3 separate regions of the Mus musculus genome follow, and all the other regions are linked to region 1. Evidence: chromatin contacts called from public promoter capture Hi-C data. All regions are on one chromosome and are shown on one strand. The core of a region is the stretch at or near the end of the contact, and the rest is flanking DNA. Distances in the headings are between cores, read along the strand shown. Region 1 holds the start of Klk13 (kallikrein related-peptidase 13). Region 2 holds the start of 1700028J19Rik (RIKEN cDNA 1700028J19 gene). Region 3 holds the start of Josd2 (Josephin domain containing 2).

Region 1 (4,415 bases), core at 1,876-4,375:
GTGCCCCTCACAGAGGCACAGTGAGAACAAGCACACTCATGGAATAGGCTCAGGGAAATTGCACACTAGGAGTGTAGCAAATATTTTAGAGATGGGATTGAGTGAAATGGGAGCAGAGAAGAACTATCAGTAGAAGGGGGGATGCCAAGGTTAGCAGAAGGTGGAATGCCCTCCCCCCACACCTCGATATTTTCTTAATGACAGATGGGAGAAAGTCTACCATGTTTATGCTAATGGGACTTTTCTGGTGGAAGAAAACAAACTATTGATGATTCTGTCAAAAGGGTGTTGAGATGGCACCCTTCAGGTGTCAAGATCATGAGAAGTCTGTGTTAGCCACAAGTGCAGAGAGACAGAAACAAAGGATGTGGCGCAGATGCAGGGAGGTGGTAAGGCAGACATTTGGATCTCTCTCCATCCTGGCGATAAAGACTGAGGAGGATGGGGAGTAAATGCAGCATTCCTGATGACAAGGACCTGGATGGGACATCTAGTCTCCCAAGACCCTGCTGTCTTTGGGGGCTTCGTAACCTTTCTCCCCATGGCTCTGTCCTCTCACCCACCCACCTTGATTACCCCTCATGTCTCTGTGGATTTACATCACCTGTACTCAGACCCAAGCTATGGCCCACTAGGAATGTCAACTCCTCTCTGGTCCCTTTTTCCTTTGCGTCCTCTCTGTAAATTTGTGTTTACGTCAGGCTCTGGGTGTGGGGCAGGCTTTCTTGTCCCAGCCAAGACTTCCAACCAGAACTTCCAGTTTATGCTTCACAAAGAATCCTATTTTGAAGCCAAACTAGGGTGGGGCCTCCTCTGGAAACCTTGGGGCTGGCTCCTCCAGCTTTGGCTCTTTAACAAGTAGCCTGGGACCCGCAGTCCCTGCCAAGCATTCTTTTACCTGAAGAAATATTAATTCACATAACTCCTTTCTATGACATAAGTGCTGGGAATGGGGGCCCTGTTGCAAATGGGGACACTGAGGCACAAAGCAACCATGCCAGCCGAACTTAGTCTATCTATGTGTAGGTCTTAGGTTCTGAGCCACTGGGTACTAGTTCTTTCTTTCTCCTGCTAGGTTGCTAGGAAGATGGTGAACTGTGAGATGGTACCCCTGGATTCGGTCCAGTGTGTGTATGCTTATCAGCAATGGGCTCCTTGTTGCCTTACTAATGAAGTGAGGGGGTGGAAGGAACTTAGCCTTTGGTGGGTCCATGACCTCACTCCAACATGGGTAGGGTACTTGAGTCCTAGCCAATCATAACCTTAAACATCAACTTTGACCTGGCAATCACCCCTCAACAAATGCCAGCACCAGCCACCCCCACTCCTGGCTCCAGCCCCTCCCAAGTGAGAAAGCTTTACTGGAAACTTGAGCCTGGGCCACAAGAGGGCACAGGTACCCCAACTTCCCACACAAGCTGTCACCTCATTTCACCTAGCATCCTCCCTCCTGCCACCCCACCTGAACCCGACTCTACCGGAAAGGAATAGACTCAGCACCCACTCCAAGCCCTGCCCAGGGAGGTGGAGGAAGTCCAGGTTGGGAAAGGACATTGGCCTTTCAGTCACCTTAACAGGAATTCACAGATGTGACCCAACCCCCTACCAACATCTACCCAATACAGATGCACAGCCTGTATCTAGTTCTCATTACTGGTGTTCGAGACTATCCCAACCATCTCACCATCCTGTCCTCCATCCTGCCCTCCAGCCCACCCTAACCCAACAGGACTCTATCAGCACTCTTATCTCCATGTCCCTCCCATCTGCAACCCAACCCTATCCCCAAACATAACCTGGTATCACACTACCCTGACTTAAGGACATCTCTGCATCTGTTTTATTGTCTTTGAGAAGCTTCTTTACAACATTGAGCAGTGCTGGGCTTGAACATGGATGGAGCCTTCCTCTGCTACAGGAGAGCTCTACCACTGTGCTGTGCCCTTAACCCCTCACTGGGGGATTCTAGGCAGGGGCTCTACCATTGAGCCACATCCCCAGTCCCTCACTGGGGGATTCTAGGCAGAGGCTCTGCCACTGAGTCACGCCCCTAGTCCTCTTCATACTTTGCATGTGAGTCAAAGTGTTGCTAAGTTGCACACTAAGGCTGGCCTCTGAACTCACTCTTCAATGCAGATCAGTCTTGAAGTTTCTATCCTCCTGGCCCAGCCTCTCCAGGTATCTAGGATGATAGAAGTGTGCTGTAACGCCCTGTGATACAAAGTGCTACTTTATAACTTTAAACTGTGGGTAGCTGGTAGCAATGCAAACACTCTTCTTTAAACTCACTAAAATGAAATTTGCTAGGTGGCAGTGCCTCTAAGCATGAGCAAAGAATTGATTTATAAATTCTTATTAGCATTGCTTATTGCCTATTCCTCTTGCTGTGAGGTTTCTCTCTCTCTCTCTCTCTCTCTCTCTCTCTCTCTCTCTCTCTCTCTCTCCCTCTCTCTCTCTCTCCTTTTCTTTTTTAAGTCCATACCGATCTCAAACTCATCAAACAGCAAAGGATGATCTTGAATTCCTGATCCTCCTGCCTCTACCCTCCTAATGCTGGGCTTACACGTGTGTACCCCGACACAGATTTGGAACTTAGGGCTTCACGCATGCTAGACAAGCACTTTACCAATTGAGCTACACCCCCAGCTCCACAACACCTTATTTTAAAAATTAATTTTTGACCACTAGGTTTGATCTCAACATTCAAATCTTGACTCCCTTGGTCTAGACTACTGAACTTGCTAATGCCCCACCTCCCATCCTGTGAACCCCATCAGCCTCTATTGTAATGATGTCATCTTTATTAGCTCCCTCTTTCCAAACATCACTGGATCCCCATCCTTGGCTGGTTTCCAAATTTTGACCCCACCTCTGTCCTTCTTAATCCCTAATCCTGCCCCGTCCACCCCCTGGGATTAACTCATGGGGCCCCACCTAGCCACAGTTCCAGAAGCCACCTACTTATTCCCTAAACACCATCCCTTCCTCCTTCCTCTTCCTCCACCCCATCCCATCCGGGCTTGCCCTCCCCTCCCCCACCTGCCCTCTCCCTCTCCACCCACCTTGCTTTGCACTCCATCAACTCTGCTCCAGAAAGGCTGCCTAGTTCAAACTACTTTCCCAGGCTCAGACTCTTCCTGACAGGAGCCCAGGGGCACTTGATACACTCTTAGGCCTGGCACCTATGGTGGCGTGTGTCTTGGGAAAGAGGTGACGAACATATGTGGTCATCACCTTAAATTTCAGAAGAAAAAAGACTGGAGGTGAGACTCCCACTGGCTGGGCTGGTTTTGATGTTGAGAGATCAGTTAGGATTGCTCCGGGGAAGAGACTGGCGTTGAGATAGGCTGGGGGGTGACCCTATGGTAAAAATGGCATTTTAGGACAGACAGCTCAGTGATGGCTATCTGGGAGCTGGGGCAGACTAAGAGTTTGCACAATGTTGAGAGCCGAGGTGAGGAAGAGTGAGGTGTCGAATGGCGAGGAGTATGGGGGCGGGAGGAGTTTGAGAAGGAAAGTGGGCTTTTCCCCTTTCTATGGCCTGGTTCTGCCACAGGAAGGTTCACAGTGGGTTCAATTTGGGCTTGGGCGGGGCCAGATCTGGGTCCCAGCTTGTCTCAGAAGCCCCGCCTCCAAGCTGAGGGCCGAGCCCAGGCTGGGGGGTGCCTGTCAACAACAAGCTGAGCCATTGGGGGTGGAGAGGGGGAGCCTGCACCGGGAAATGGTGCGCGCGCTGGGGGAGGGAGCTCAGGGGTTAAAAGCCATGGGTCAGAGCTGAACTTTCTAGGCAGCTGGCAGCTGAAGTTGGCCCCTCACTCAGGTAGGGTTTCTGGGTGGGAGAAGGGCAGAGGCCTGGGGAAGGGGTGTTGGAGGGTGACAGGAAGGAGGAGAAAGGAGGAGGGATGGGAAGTCGGGGATACAGGACAGCTGAATCAGCGTGAGGCGCAGGTGGAGACAGAAACTTGCAGAGATGCAGGGAGCCTAAGCATGCAGAAAGACTAGACGCCAGGGAGGAGACCCAGGGTCCGGGGCAGGCCCAGAGAGGGGATAATGGGGTCAGAGGCGGGGAAGGAGTGATGGGTGAGAGAATGCTCTCTGGACCCAGCTCTCAGAGTGCAGAGGAAGAAGGGGTCACCTCTATGAGGTGATGGCAGGTCCTGGACCTCAGAGGAGTGCATGCTGCACCTCCACTGGTTCCCGAGGTGTCCCACACACAGTGGGGTTGGAGAGTGCAAGATTCAAGGGTCAGGGATTTCAGAGTGAATAGAGCTGGAAAGGTCAAGATTACAAAGCACAGAATTTCAGTCTCCGGGCTTGCTTTGCAATACCCACTTCAGCCTCTCGACCCAGGCCCCGCCCACCCTGCCCACCCCCCATCCCGGAGCTATCATGTGGCCCCTAGTGGCTACCATCGC
Region 2 (4,812 bases), core at 392-2,891, 520 kb after region 1:
CTTGCTGTGGTGGCACCTACTCATGATCTCAGCACTTGAGAAACTGATGCAGGTGGATTGTCTTGAATTTGAGGCCAACTTGAGCTACATAGTGATATTAGGCATAGCCAGGGCTAGATAGAAAGACAATTAATTAGTTAATTAATTGCTTAATTAATTAGAGGCTAACAAGATAGGGCTTAACAGGTGGAAGCTTTACCACCAAGGCTAATGACCTCAGAGTCCCTACAAACCCACATGGTGGAAGAAAATCCGACTCTCATAATTTATCCTTTGACTTCCACACATTCCCTGTGGTTCTCAACCACCAACACACACACACACACACACACAAATGTAGGAGCTGGAGAGTATGCTCAGAGTTAAGAGCAGGGATGGATCTTGCAAAGGGTCAGGGTTCCGCTCTCAGCACTCACTACCTAGCAGTCCAGATCCAGAGACCCTGACACTCTCTTCTGGCCTCTACAAGCACATAGTGCACATACAGACACATAAGCACTCACACATCACACAAGGAAATATAAATGGAGGCTGGAGAGGGGACTCAGCAGTTGAGAGCACTGGATGCTCTTCTAGAGGACCTGGGCTCAATTCCCAGATCATAACTGTCTGCAACTCTAGTTCCAGAGGATCTGACACTTTCTTTTTTTTTTCTTTTTGGTTTTTCAAGACAGGGTTTCTCTGTGTAGCCCTGGCTGTCCTGGAGCTCACTCTGTAGACCTGGCTGGCCTCGAACTCAGAGATCCGCCTGCCTCTGCCTCCCAAGTGCTGGGATTAAAGGTGTGCACCACCACAGCCCCGGCTTGGATCTGACACTCTCACACAAACATGCATGCAAGCAAAACACCAATATACATAAAATGAAAATATAAATAACTAAATCTTAAAACAAGTGAATGTAAAAAATAAATAAAAATCTAACAATGCAGGTATTTATATAAAAACATATAAAATTTGTGAGTAATCCTCTAGTGTTCATCAAATGAAAATTTGGGGAAAGAACAGAATGTTTTCCATTGTTTTTGTTATTATTTTGAAACAGCCTCTTTCAAACTTTCAGAATGGGCTCAAACTCAGTGTAATCCTCCTGCCTTTGAGTGCTGGGACTGCAGACATGTATTATCATACCCTCCTTGGGAAAGGGGTTTTGAAACTCCCTCCTGTTTGGGAAGTCTGCCTGTCTGCCTTAGTCCTTACCAAATTGTGGCTGGGTCCTTCTCCTCCCCCCACCAACCCCAGACTGGAAGTCTTCAAAAGCAAGAAGCAGATCTAGTCTTGTGTGAGGCTTCAGGGAAGGGAAAGGAAGAGAAACAGATGAGAAAGAAAATAAGCAGAGAGAGGCACGGAGGCAAATATGGGTACAAAAGATAGAAATGGTTCAGAGCAGCCCTGGGAATTGACGGGAAGACGTGTGTGGGTAAAAGGAATTATGAGTTCAGATCTCAAGCCTTCCAGACTCTCTGTCCTGCCTCACCCTGATCTAGCCAGGCCTAGCTCAGACCTTCATTAACCCAGTGTCACCTTGTCCTACCCAATCCATACTCCATCCAGTCCCCACTAGCCCAGCCCTAACAGCAGGGTCACTCACGAAGGCTTACGGTGGTGTCTGAGGCCATGGCCAACCGCAGCCTCTTGGAACCCCTCCAACTGTCATAGAACACACCCCACCCCCAACTGCTACCTAGCCCAAATCCCTGAGTGCTGTCTGGGGACAGAGAGACAGAAAGCTGGAGCCACAGATAGAGGGACACATAGCCTTAGAGCCAGACTGACAGGTTAATCCAGGAAGCCATTGGGAGTGCCTGGAAGCAGAGGCTAATGTAAACTGAGTACATTCAGAGACTAGCCCCATCCTGCTCTTCAACATGGACCAGAACTCCTCTGACCTCCAGAGCAAAGAGACAGCAGCTCCCAGCAGCAGGCAAAATGAAATGCAAGACTCTCTGAAAGTGACCTTGAGCCTCCTAGATGCCACCCAAGGTCAGAAGACTAACACGCAAACTCCTTTGCCTATCATCCACATTCGCAAATTAAGCAATGTGGAACCGTCAACGTCCACACCTATGCCCCGAAGGGTTAGCATCCAGGAACCACCAGCATCTGTCTTTCTCCCTCGCAGGGTTAGTACACTGAGTTCATCCCCATCCACCATTCTCCCTCGAAGGTTAAGTACTCAAGAGACCCTTCTTCAGGGTTCCCAGTCCAATGTACAGGACATACAGTCTGTGGCCTACAATCGATGGCTCAGTTCCAGAGAGTCTGCTTCCCTTAACCATAATCGCCGGCTCAGCATCCTAAGCGCTCATACCCTGTCCAGTGCCCAGTCAGAAATTCGCAGCTCACAAATGGAAACTGAAAGCCACCCCTCCATACCCCAGTCATATAGCCCCAACAAAAAACAAATGCGGCCCAGTGTGGATGTCCCCCCGTCCATAACCCAGAGCCCACAGGCCAGCATCAGAAGTTTCGAGTCCTTTGTCTGGGACTCCAAGGACAGCTTGAAAGAGTTCTCAGATGACTCTTTGTCTAATCACAGTATGCTAGGCAGCACCTCAAAACTGTCCAACATTTCTACTATAATGAACTCTAGTAGGTAAGTACAGGAAGGATGTGGGGTGGGAGGGGGGCCATATTCAAGCCTGGAGCTCTACAACTGCACTTGAAACTGGGGGTGTAGCGATGGGTAGAGGAATCCCTGGGTGAACATAAAAGATACGCGTTTTTGTTTTTGTTGAGATGGGGTCTCGGGGTCTCTCTACATAGACCAAGCTAGCCTTGAGCTCAGAGATCCTCCTGCTTCTGTCGTCTGTGCTGTCTAAAGGCCTGTGCCACCAAGTCTGGCTTCTCAGGTGGGATTTGAAGGATTGTGGGGTGACTAGATAGGGTAGATGGACTTCCTGCTGACTGACGCCAGTCACATGATCTGTCACAGGGCTCAGAGCAAATGCTGGACACTGCTTCCCATAGGCTGGAGGCTGTTGCTCGAAGCCAAGAAGATCAGCAGGCACCTTAGCCTGGTGCTGACTGTGGCCGGCATGGTGATGCTCAGCCTCATCGCCTTGTGGAAACCCTGGATCCACTTCCGAGTGCCTCTAGGACCCCCAGGCGACCCCGCTGGCCCCCAAACCATCTCCATTGACACCATCTTCTTCATGCGGTGCCCTGACATCTCCTGCATGAATGAATACGATAAGAATGCATGTAAGGCTGGCCCCATCCTCATCCCTCCAGAGACCCAAGTCTCCTCCTTGTCCCAGAGAACGTCAAGAACAGTTCTCCCCTGAGGTTACTCTGATACCCACACAATGTCTTCATGACCAAGAGCCTGATGTCACTAACCAAAAAGTGTACCTCACATGCCAGATCTGATGCATGCAATACCCAATTTTTTTTTTTTTAGAGCAGCTCAATGCTGGGTTTGTGCGTGCATGCATAAGTATGCAGATGCTAATGCATCTGTGTGTCCTTGTGTGTGTGGAGGCCAGAAGACAGCCTCAGGTTTTGTTTTTCAGGAATGATCTTAGTAGGGGATTCAATTACTATGATAAAACACTATGACCTAAAGCAACTTGGGGAGGGAAGGGTTTATTTCACTTTCAGTGAATCAGCATCTGCAAAGCAAAGGTTTCATTTTCCTGGCTCTTAATTCAATCCTGGGTGGTTTATAAGGCTTAGAGCCACCTGTAACTCCAGTTCTAGGCAATCTGATGCCCTACTATGGTCTCTAATAGTACGTGTGTTCCTGTGTGTGTCTCTGTGTGTGTCTGTCTGTGCCTGTATTTGTCTGTGTCTCTGCATGTTACACAGGTGGAGGTTGTAACAGAGGTTGATGTCAGGCACTTCCCCACCTTTTCATCTTAATTTTTAATGTACTTATTAGAGACAAGCTGTCACTATGTAGGCCAAGCTGGCCTCAAACTCACAGAGCTCTATCTTCTTCTGCTTCCCAACAGCTGGGGTTAGAGGCATGCACCACCATGACCACCTATTTTAATTTTTGTATTTGTGTGTGTGTGTATGTGTGTGTGTGTGTGTGTGTGTGTGTGTGTGTGTGTGTGTGTGTGTTATGTACATTAGGTGCAGGTTCTCACAGAAGCCAAAGAAAGCATCATATTCCCTGAAACTAGAGTTAGAGGTGATCGTAAGCCACCAGTGTACGTGCTGGAAACTGAACTCAGTCCTCCAGAAGAGCAGCAAGCACACTTAACTGCTAAGCCATCTCTCCAGCACAGACCTGGTGTTGTTGATTCTCCTTTTTTTCCCAGATTTGCTGGACATAGCCTGGGCCTGCATCCTCATCTCCGGTGTCATGAGTTTCTGTGTATTCATGGGTCTCATCAGCACTATCTTCTTCCCTAGCACTAACCTGCCCTTAATGGACTTCTCTCTCTTCATCTGCAGCCTCTTGACCGGTATGTTACTATGGTGCTTCCCATGGGCGCCCATCACAAAGGCTAGCCCCATCCCCCTATACTCAACCTATCCCACCTCCATCTTCACCCTCAGCCCCAGCTCCTTACAAATCTCCAGCCATCATGATGCCTCTGGCCATAAAAAGAGCCTCACTCTCTTAGCCCTCATGTCATTGCCAGCAAATCAAAACCCCAAGTCCTCCTCCCTGACACCTGGTCCACCCCACCTCATCCTGAATACCTTACTCTCCTCAGCCTCTTCACAAATCTCAACACCCAACTTGGCCTCAAGTCTCATTCCCCTCCCTGACTGTCTCAAGGCCAACCCGACCCTGGCCTTCTGAGAAGCTCAGCCTCATCCTCAGTCCCAGTCCACCCTGAGTTTCACCTCCTTCTTGGC
Region 3 (4,642 bases), core at 2,059-4,558, 760 kb after region 1:
CAATGCGGCTGTACCAGGTGGCAATGGGGGCAGGGAGCTGGCCTGCTGCAGCCTGACATGTCCCATGCCAGGCCTGCCAGCCAGTGGCTGGGCTCATCCTGGGACACTCAGAGACTCCCCAAGCCATGCAGGTCCCTTCTTCATGGACAGGAAAGGAGACAGGAGGGGGTCAGGGGACCAAGAATACAAAGAGGCTGGAGATTGTGGCCTCAAGGTGGAATGAATGGTGGACAGTTAAGGTGAGCTCAAGGACAATCAGACACTGGAGTGAAGAAGGGGACTCCAGCCAGGACTGAGGAGCACGGAGGACTGGGAAAGACAGGACACAGGTGGGGCCTGCAGGACCACATACATTCCAGCCAGACCTTTCCACTTAGACTTTAGAGGGGGGAAAAAAAGGAGATCAAGAGGTTTGTAAGGGGCTTGGTGGGAGACCTAAATTCCTGTCCCCAGTTCTTCCCCCATCCCAAGGAAAATGCAGTCTCCATGACAACCTGCTGGCCAGACTGAGGAGGGGGGCTGTAAAGGGAATTTTCTACCTCAGCAGGAATGGGAGAATGTGGGCTGCTCAGGAGGCCGTGGGGTAGTGGGCACATAGGGCCATGCAAGGCCTAGCTTCCAAGCCACCATGCCAGCCAGCAGGAGGGCAGAGGGCTGGAAAAGGACACCCTCCCCATCCTGTTCCCTCCCTCAGTGGAGAGAGTCAGGGGTCAAAGTCCAAAGTTCATTCACTGTCAGGCCTGGTACAGGGGCCAGCAAGCACAGCAGATCCCCCACAGCAGGGTACCTTGTTAAAGACCATGGCCACCAGTACGCTCCCTCAAGTTCCTTACAAGGTGGGGGTGGTGGGCTATGGCCGCCTGGGTGAGTAAGACCTGGCCTGGGGTCTCTTTCTATGCCCTGTTCCTAATGTTCCAGAAACATTTGCTTCCATCTATCTTTCACCCCAGCCTGCCAGCCCAGCCTGCCTTCTGCCCACTCACTGGGCCTCCCTCTGTCTCTCTGTGTCTCTCCCTCTGAGAGAGTGTTTATCTCTGGGTATCTGCCTCTCTCTAGGTCTCTGTCCTTTCTCTGGGTCTCCAAGGTCTGTCTGTCTCTGTCTCTCCCCCCCCCCACCTTCCCCTCTTCTCTCTCCCATCTTCTGTCTGTCTTTCTTCTTGCTCTCATCTCTGTGTGTGTGTCTGGGTCTTTGTGTCTCTGTCTCTGTGTGTATGTGTCTCTGTGTATGTGGGGCATCTCTGTCTCTCCTTTCTAGGTTTCTATGTATTCTGTCTGTGTGTCTGTCTGCCTCTCCTCTCTGGGCTTCTGACTGTATTCTGTCTCTAGGTCCCTGACCCCCCCCCACCCCCAATCTCCCTGACTTAGGAGGGGAGGGTCTCTCTCCTTTCCTTGGATCCCTAGCCCTCCTGTCTCTGCAGGACAGTCCCTTGTGTCCCGCCTTCTGGCTCAGGGATCAGAACTGGGCCTAGAACTTGTTTTTGTGTGGAACCGTGACCCTGGACGGATGGCAGGGAGTGTGCCCCCTGCCCTGCAGCTCCAAGACCTCACTGCCCTTGAGGAAAGGTCAGCGCCCCACAGAAGGAGCCTCCCCAAAGCTGCTTCCTGCCTCCCTGTGTCAGACAACCCTTTGACCCTTTCTGAGTCTCAGTGCATATAAAGAGAAACTAGAATGCACCCACTATCCCACTCCCCTCCCTCAGCCAGGGTAAGCAGTGCTATCCCTCCAAACCCTGAGGACCTGGGAGACAGGAGACCTGACTCTTCTCCAAGGCCCTCCCCCTCCATGTCTCTCTTCCTAGGCACCCTGACCTTGTGGTAGAAGTGGCCCACCCCAAAATAATCCATGAATCTGGGGCACAAATCCTTCGCCATGCAAACCTCCTGGTGAGCCTCCTTGCCCCTCAGTGAGTCCCTCTCTGTGTTGGCTGCATCCCACCCTCCAGCAGTAATCTGGGTCTTGGCCTTGCCTCTCTCTACCATCCGTGTCCCAAGGTGGGATCCCCCTCAGCTCTGGCTGACCAGACCACAGAGCAGCAGCTCCTGGAGGCTTCAAAGCGCTGGGGCCACACTGTGTTTGTGGCCCGAGGGGCCCTATGGGGCAGTGAAGACATCAGCAGACTGGATGCAGCCGGAGGCCTCCAGGTGAGGACTGTCTGGGCTGCCAGACGGAACATGTAAGAGTCTCAATCTCCTGACCCTGCCATTGCTTCCAGAGCCTTCGAGTCACCATGGCCACACATCCTGATGGCTTCCGGCTGGAGGGACCCCTGGCTGCAGCCCACAGTAGTGGGCCCCGCACAGTGCTCTATGAGGGCCCTGTGCGTGGGCTCTGTCCCTTGGCCCCCCGAAACTCTAACACCATGGCAGCTGCTGCCCTGGCTGCCCCCAGTCTAGGCTTCGACCGTGTCATTGGGGTGCTTGTGGCTGACCTTAGGTAAGCACAGGGCGTAGGTGGCACAGCTGTGTACACTCCGGGTGGACTGACTGCACTTCTCTGCCGGCTGCAGCCTCACCGACATGCACGTGGTGGATGTGGAGCTGCTAGGACCCCCAGGGCCTTCAGGTCGCAGCTTTGCCGTGCACACCCACAGAGAGAACCCAGCCCAGCCTGGCGCTGTCACCGGCTCTGCTACTGTTACAGCCTTCTGGCACAGCCTACTGGGTGCGGCAGGCCCCTCCAAGGGTCCCTTGGCGTTTGTGCTCGGCAGAGCTCACATGTTGGGTGTCCCAACCCCAGTTTTCTGTCTTTTCTCATTCTTAGTTCTCACTCCCAGGCTCTATGAGCCTCTCTTTCCCCGCCCCGCTTTCTCTCAGCATCTGGGTCCCCCTCTAGGTCTCTACATCCACATGCCACATCTCTTTCTGAGTATCCTCCTTGACTTGTACCACATTACCTTTTCCAAAACCCACGTCCACCATGGCCACCTGCATGTGTCTGTGTTGTCATCCTAGTTTTTCATTCTCCCCACAGGCTGCTGTCAGCTCACCTCCAGACCTGGGATCCACCTCTGCTGAGTCTCCTCCCCTACTACCCTTACTGTCATATTGACAACTATGGGTCCCAGTAAACATCAGAGTTCAGCCCACTGTTCTCTTTGGCCTCTTTGGTTCCTTGTCCCCACCTCTATGTCGTCACGCTTCAGCTACACACTGAGTATGACGCCATAGCAGCAGCGTGCGAGCTCATACACAAACCAGCCCCCTGAAAGCTATCGCGAGATCACTCGTTACCACAACTCCCAGAAACCTCTAGGCAGCAGTGAGCCCTGGGAGAGAACGAGAACTGGCTGCTTTGTCCGATGGGAGTTGTAGTCCCACGCGGCAGAGCAGCCCCGGAGGACTTCCGGACTGCGCGTCCTATTTAGACGCCCTACGGAGGCCTTCGGGAATCGCAGTTCGGCGCGCGCAAGTCGCCGGGAGCTGTAGTCCCTTTCGCCTGCTCAGTCAGCGTGCTACCACCCGGTCGCTGCCTAGGGAATGCGAAAGCGGTCGGTCCCGGGGAGCAGAAAGGCCGGCGGGGTGAGGGCCAGGCGGGCGACAAGCAAAGGCGGGTGGGAGTGTGCCTGGTTGCCAGGTGACAGGAAAAGGTGGGGGCTCCTGTTGCTTAGTAACTGGTAGAGGGCCTCGTTGCCAGGTGAAGGGAGGCGAGAACCCTGGTTATTGAGGAGGGGAAGTCTTTCGTTGCTAGGCGACCAGAAGAGACCCTGTTACCCAGAGACGGGAAAGGAGGAGTCCTCCATTGCTAGGTGATCAGAAAACGGACCAGGATACCCAGAGGGTGGGGTTGTTCTGTTGCTTGGGAACTAAAAAGGTATTGTTTCCTAGGGACAGAAGGGGTGGTAGTCCATTGCTAGGTGATGATGATCAGGACCCTTTTGCTTGGAGACATGTAGTGGGGGTGGGTCTCTATTGCCAGGTGAGCAGATGAGAGCCTCTACTCCCCCCACTCCCAGGACTGGGCTCAAAAGGTGTCTCTGTGCTCTGGAGACAGCCTGGGAAATAGGGTCAGGGCCTCACGGCCTCCTAAGCTAGCCCCAGTGCCCATCTCAATGTCCATTGCCCAGGGACCCAGGAATCTAGAGAACCGAATGAGCAAGATCCTAGGTGCCTAACACCTCCTTGTCCCACCCCGCAGCAGGAGCTGAGGAGGGCATGTCTCAGGCTCCGGAAGCAAGGCCGAGTCCACCCTCAGTGTATCATGAGCGGCAGCGGCTAGAGCTGTGTGCTGTCCATGCTCTCAACAACGTCCTTCAAGAGCAGCTCTTTAGCCAGGAGGCTGCCGACGAAATCTGCAAGAGGTGACTGCCATTGTTCCCCGCCCTGGAAGAGCAGGGCTCAGAGAGGCACGGGAGCCTTCCTGGGACCCTAGCAGGGCCAAGGCTCCGATCCAGGAGCTGTTGCCTGCCCTCCCACCTGCTGCTTCTCACAGCCTCAGCCCCAGCTTTGGCCTCAACCTCTCTTATCTGAGCCTCTGTCACAACCTCCCAGCTGTCTGTTTTTCTTCTCCTGGTCGTCCTACACACAGCCCCACAGCTGCTTGCCCCCTCCTCTGCTTCTATCCCTCTTTGGTTCCCCAGAACTCCTAGGGACTAGCCCCGGGCCTTCAGGCTGAACTCAAGGCCTTGTGTGCTCGGGTCCTTGC

What was found. Promoter capture Hi-C pulls out the DNA fragments that hold promoters and counts their contacts.
Region 2: a contact with region 1 is called in a promoter capture Hi-C map of hippocampal neurons, with 2.7 times the contacts expected there. The contact joins the promoter of 1700028J19Rik here to the promoter of Klk13 in region 1. A contact is called at or near these places in 5 of 39 promoter capture datasets (cranial neural crest, embryonic stem cells, hippocampal neurons and 1 more), 1 of 484 Hi-C or Micro-C datasets (embryonic stem cells) and 1 of 9 other capture datasets (adipose tissue).
Region 3: a promoter capture Hi-C map of embryonic stem cells shows a contact between it and region 1, with 2.5 times the contacts expected there. The contact joins the promoter of Josd2 here to the promoter of Klk13 in region 1. A contact is called at or near these places in 1 of 39 promoter capture datasets (embryonic stem cells) and 1 of 484 Hi-C or Micro-C datasets (embryonic stem cells).

The regions. Positions count from the first base shown.
Region 1 is chr7:43,709,442-43,713,856 of GRCm38.p6, forward strand. Klk13 (kallikrein related-peptidase 13) reads left to right here and starts at 3,126. Exons shown (of 6, transcript NM_001039042.2): 1 at 3,126-3,263; 2 at 4,351-4,415. The coding sequence starts at 4,390.
Region 2 is chr7:44,234,481-44,239,292 of GRCm38.p6, forward strand. It overlaps 1700028J19Rik (RIKEN cDNA 1700028J19 gene), which reads right to left and starts at 1,642. Exons shown (of 5, transcript NR_029436.1): 1 at 1,589-1,642. Gm36864 (predicted gene, 36864) reads left to right here and starts at 1,689. Exons shown (of 5, transcript NM_001378657.1): 1 at 1,689-2,593; 2 at 2,933-3,201; 3 at 4,266-4,412. The coding sequence starts at 1,866.
Region 3 is chr7:44,464,672-44,469,313 of GRCm38.p6, forward strand. Josd2 (Josephin domain containing 2) reads left to right here and starts at 3,309. Exons shown (of 5, transcript NM_001205071.1): 1 at 3,309-3,519; 2 at 4,136-4,298. The coding sequence starts at 4,153. It overlaps Aspdh (aspartate dehydrogenase domain containing), which reads left to right and starts at 764. Exons shown (of 7, transcript NM_026690.1): 1 at 764-864; 2 at 1,419-1,563; 3 at 1,800-1,884; 4 at 1,993-2,142; 5 at 2,214-2,434; 6 at 2,508-2,662; 7 at 2,972-3,080. The coding sequence starts at 801. The coding sequence ends at 3,015.